2 separate regions of the Mus musculus genome follow, and region 2 is linked to region 1. Evidence: chromatin contacts called from public capture Hi-C data. All regions are on one chromosome and are shown on one strand. The core of a region is the stretch at or near the end of the contact, and the rest is flanking DNA. Distances in the headings are between cores, read along the strand shown. Region 1 holds the start of Dppa3 (developmental pluripotency-associated 3). Region 2 holds the start of Clec4n (C-type lectin domain family 4, member n).

Region 1 (2,721 bases), core at 90-2,589:
AATTGTTGGAGTTACGTTTTTTATTATTGATTTCCTTCTCCTCCTAGACAAAGTCTCACACAGTAGCCTTGGCTGACCTAGAATTAGAGATCCTGCTGCCTCAGCCTCTTGGATGTTGTGATTATAGGTGTGAGCCAGCATGCCCAACCAAAGTTAATTTTAGATGCTCAGAAATGCTTATACCAGGTGAGTCACCCACGCCTGAAATGCCAGCACTGGTGTAGACTGACTTAGGATTCAAAGTTCCAAAGTGCAGAGGTTGAGGCAGGGAGATATTTGAGTTGGCAGCTGGCCTGGTCTACACAGGGAGTTCCTAAGCAGCCAAGTCTGCCCTGTTTGGAAAAACAAGACAAACAAACAAAAAGTTTCAGGCCACCTGCTGAGAGACGGGGAGAAGGGGGGCGTGTCTCTTTAAAAAAAGTTGTGCGGATGGTGTTGTAAGCTTTATAATCCTAGCACATTGGAGGCAGAGAAAGGAAGAGCTCTCCAGTTTGAGGCCAACCTGGGCTGTTACATACCAAGTTTCTGAACAGCAAGACTACACGGAGTCTCAAACAAAGAGTTAGATATTATTAAATGTATTGTCTATGAAATGATCCACAATTATATATTCTTGAATTCCATGCATATATATATATATATCATAAAATATCCATCTATTTAAGTATAACAAATACATCTTTATTTAGTAGCATTTAAAGTGAAATAGTTTTCAAAGATTTAAGATGAAGCAGTCAAAGGAAACATTCTAATTAACTTAACTGATGGGAAGGGGGTGGGGGACGGCACAACTGCCTATTCTAGAACATATAAACCCAGTTCACTGATCACTAGCCATCTCCAAGATGTAATAAACAAAAATAAAATTCCTGATATTTCAGGAAACCAAAAGAGATTCTAGATAAAATCTGCAATCTTTGTTGTTGTTGTTTGCTTTTTCGAGACAGGGCTTCTCTGTATAGTCCTGACTGGAACTCACTCTGTAGACCAGGCTGGCCTCGAACTCAGAAATCCGCCTGCCTCTGCCTCCCAGGTGCTAGGATTAAAGGCGTGGTGGCTACCACTGCCAGGTTTGAAGTCTTTTTTTTTTTTCCTTCCCATTTTGTGACTAGGGCTGGTCTAGAACTCAGAGATCCACCTGCCTCAGCCTCCCTGGAACTGGCTGGGATTGCGCAGGGTTAGTTTTAACCGAGAGCGGGGAATCCTACAGTAAAAAGGCCCCGCCTCCGCCTAAAGGTGTAGCTCAGGTGAAGCCTGTAATCACTGCTCATTAGCATTAAAGTAGCCTGGGGGTAGACTCGGCTGTATAAAAGGAAACCAGACCCCCCCCCCCCCATTCACAGACTGACTGCTAATTGGGTCTTGGTTTTAGGTCTTTTCAAAGACTAAGCAATCTTGTTCCGAGCTAGCTTTTGAGGCTTCTGCCCATCGCATCGCCATGGAGGAACCATCAGAGAAAGTCGACCCAATGAAGGACCCTGAAACTCCTCAGAAGAAAGATGAAGAGGACGCTTTGGATGATACAGGTAGGCCGGCGTCGGCCTTTCTGCCCGGGGTTTTGGGAAGCCCTCCCTTCTCTTCTCGTTCAGCTAGCACGAGGCTGGTATCACTGAGCCCAGCACTGACTCAGTGGAGGACCAGGGAGTTTCAGGCCATCTGTTGTGAGTGCAAACCCAAGCCAGAGATGATGGTTAAGAATATACACCTTCCTCGGGGTGAAAATGCTGGTTCGTAGAGATAAAAAGAACCGGGAGGGAGTTGAGACTGTGGTATCTCGGTTGCGGGATTTTTAAGACTCATAAGACCACGTTCTGGGCTGTACTGGGTTGTATGGTTGGGGGGGGGGGGTAACATTTCCTCATCAGCAATTGGTCTCCGCGGTGTTTTTATTTTGTTTTGTTTTTAAATATTTATGATTTGGTGTTTGAGGCAACAGTGCCTGGACTAGAACTCCCTGTGCAATCCAGAATGGCATCCCAAATCCGAGAATTAAAGATTAAAGGCTTCCGAGTGGGCTGCAGTGTGTGTGTGTGTGGGGGGGGGCGTTGTTTGTGTTGTTTTAGCATAGAAATCTTGGTTGAGACAGTCTCACTCTGTGGTAGTAGATACAAGGAACGCAACCTTGTAGCCCTGGCTGGGCTCAGTCTCGATCCTCCTGCCTCTGCCTCCAAAGTTTTAGAATTAAAAGTGTGCAGTGTCATGCCGGCCCTTGTGTAGCACCGGAGTTTTGTTTGCTTCTCTGTGTAGCCCAGGTTGTCCTAGGACGCTGTACACCAGGCTGGCTTGGGACTCAGGAGGATCCGCCTTTCTCAGACTTTCGAGTGCAGGGATTAAAGGCAGTGCCACCTCGGTGGGCGACAGCGGAATCTTTTAAGCTTCAGTTGAACCTGGGTTTTTTTTTTTTTTTTTTTTTTTTTTTTTCTTATTCTCATCTACTTTCTTTCCAGCTAAATATCCTTTTCAGGTAAATGGCTATTCAAGGGGAGCCCAAGATAGGCTGAGCCGTGTGCTACATGGGCCCACTGGTTCCCACTCCCCAGCTGCAGTTGATTCTTTGTCCGAGGGACTGCCTCCGGGCACTCCCGGTCTAGGGCGTGGCTCGAGAGGAGCCCTCCCCTCCGGTCTGATTAGAAAACAAAAAAATGCCTTGAATCTGCCAGTTACACGGGACCTTCGTATTTCCACGAGATAATTCTTTAGCCTTTGGGGGCTTTTTAAATC
Region 2 (2,721 bases), core at 77-2,576, 600 kb after region 1:
GCCTAAGGATGATAACTCCTGCCAGAGGAGTGGGCTCCTCTTTACTCTCCAATCAAATGACAAGTGAGGCCCCACATGAAAACGGTCCATAAACCAATCAATCAGTTTGTTTCAAGTATCACAATTAGAGATCATACAAAAATAAGGGAAAGGAATATATGGATATATAGGCAAAAATAGGTTCAAGAAAAAAATTAGTTGAGCACACAGCATTAGAAGTGAACCAAACATAGACTCATGGATGAAATCCTGTGGACGGTTACTGAGATCAGTCCCTTCCAAGATAGGAATGAAAAAAGTCCAGAGTGCTCTCAAATCATCAGTGCTGAAGAGAAGGACTCATTTGTTTCAGTAGAGTCTCCACACCTACAGTTGAGAGGGAACTGTAGAGTCAAGATGTGTCACATGCCGGGCAATGGTGGCGCATTCCTTTAATCTCAACACTTGGGAGGCAGAGGCAGGTGGATTTCTGAGTTTGAGGACAGCCTCATCTACAGAGTGTATTCCAGGACAGCCAGGGCTATAGAGAGAAACCCTGTCTTGAAAAACCAAAAAAAAAAAAAAAAAAAAAAAAGAAAAGAAAAGAAAAAAAAGTGTCACACGTGGCAATCTGAATACACAGGTCAAATCTGAATACACAGGGCACACACACCTAAAAAGTCTAGATACCATGAGTCTCATTTGCATATTGACCTACAGTCATCAATGTGATTGCTTATGTGTTGTCAAGATGATAGAGCAGTTATTTACCTTAGTTACAGCTTGTGTGAAAAGAGGAATGTCAAAATGGAGTTAGTACCTTCAAAATGTAGTCACAATAATCATAATTAAAATACCTGCTTGATTCCATTCCAAAAAGTCACAATATAGCAAAATGTACACCACAACACCCTTGTATGTCACAATACCACTTCTGACTAATACTCACATGTCTTGCTTTAATGTATGTATGTATGTATGTATGTATGTATGTATGTATGTATGTATGTATGCATGCACATGTGTACACATGTGTGAAGGGGTGAGGACTTCTAGATATCCAACCCAGGACAAGCAGCTAACCATTCAGCCATTCAGACTTATTGCTTCCTAGAATCCTGTTTGATATATGAGTTAAGCCTCATATCAACTGAATAATCCACATAATGTATTGTAAAGAACATTTAATGTAAATACAGTTTATAGACAAATTTATTTTGAGGTCGGAGATACTTCCACATTAGGAACTGAGAAAGTAATGAGAACATTCTTGACAGAGTTTTTAGGAACAAATTTAGGTATGTTTCTCAATTTCCTCTTTCCCATGTCTTTAAATCAGTGGAGAGCAGTGCAGACTCTCTGACTTCTGGGTTTGCAGCATTGGCCCGCTCTGTGGCATTTAACTCAAGTGTGTGTGGAAGTTGATTCTGAACTCTGGCCTCTTTGACAGAAGCCAGGTCCCTGAGTCGTATTTTGGAGACAGATGCAAGAAACCCCTGACCTTCTGAACATACACCTCAACAATGGTGCAGGAAAGACAATCCCAAGGTGAGGTGAGAATTCCTGTCTCAGTCAAAGGAGACAATAGGAATACGTACTGTGATGAGGATCTACCTGGGACAAGTGGCAGGCTGAAGTGGTGAAGTAGATCAAGACAGCAGAGTCCCAGGGATGTGTCAGAAGTATAATATCTCAGAGCCAGAAGCCCTCAAAACAACAAGAAACCAAATTATTGAAGGGGGTGTGAAATGTGACAACAAGAAGAAAGTATAAGGTCATGGAAATTGCAGGTGCCTGAGGGTGAAATATTTCTAGATTGTGAGTGTGTGTGTGTGTGTGTGTGTGTGTGTGTGTGTGTGTGTGCTTAAGAGCTGACTTGGTCATATTATAGGGCTGTGACAGCTTTTTCCTACTTTAAGTTCATAATTATTCTGAGCATTTTGTCTGGTTATTAACTGATCTAAGGTTTTTGGTCCTGTGGTGAGTACATCTGATTGCTATCTGACAGGGAAGGGAGTCTGCTGGACCCTGAGACTCTGGTCAGCTGCTGTGATTTCCATGTTACTCTTGAGTACCTGTTTCATTGCGAGCTGTGTGGGTAAGTTCTTCATTGACTGGTGTCTCTTTTGGGGCACTGTCTAGTCTCTGTTCCACAGAGACTCCAAGGGACACTTTTGTTTTGTTTTGGCTTTTCAAGACAGAGTTTTTCTGTGTAACAAGCCTTGGCTGTCCTGGAATTCTCTCCATAGATCAGGATGGCCCTGAACTCAAAGAGATCCTCCTACCTCTGCCTCTTAAGTGCTGGGATTGAAGGCATATGCTACCACCAGCCTGGAGTTGTTATTTTAATCCCATTATCTGGTCTGACTTCACAGGTAATGCCATGTTTTTCTTGACTTCTCTTCTTTGTTCCTTTTCTTTTTTTTCCCCCATCTTTTGACTAATGAGATATGTAAGGTTTCTTCACCAGCTTTGTTAGCTCATACTATTTACAACCATTGTCTGTGACAGTGCCTTCCAGCACTGGGTTCACCAGTAATCACAGTCTCTTCTCACATCTCTATATTGGGAGTGCAAGTCCAGTTGATTTCATAATGTCGACAGCTTAGAGTCTGATTTATATGGGATTTTCCTTTCTCAATAGAAGAGTAAAAAGTCACCAAATGAGATAGTGATGATTGAGGAAATAAAATATCTCTGTCCTGTTTCATCTGCTCAGAATCCGTGTGTGAAGTCTATTAT

What was found. Capture Hi-C pulls out chosen DNA fragments and counts their contacts.
Region 2: a contact with region 1 is called in a capture Hi-C map of macrophages, with 2.7 times the contacts expected there. The contact joins the promoter of Clec4n here to the promoter of Dppa3 in region 1. A contact is called at or near these places in 1 of 115 datasets of contacts at active chromatin or transcription factors (bone marrow-derived dendritic cells) and 1 of 9 other capture datasets (macrophages).

The regions. Positions count from the first base shown.
Region 1 is chr6:122,625,085-122,627,805 of GRCm38.p6, forward strand. It overlaps Dppa3 (developmental pluripotency-associated 3), which reads left to right and starts at 1,340. Exons shown (of 4, transcript NM_139218.1): 1 at 1,340-1,526. The coding sequence starts at 1,439. RefSeq lists a promoter at 1-1,410.
Region 2 is chr6:123,228,517-123,231,237 of GRCm38.p6, forward strand. It overlaps Clec4n (C-type lectin domain family 4, member n), which reads left to right and starts at 1,327. Exons shown (of 6, transcript NM_020001.2): 1 at 1,327-1,527; 2 at 1,988-2,077. The coding sequence starts at 1,503.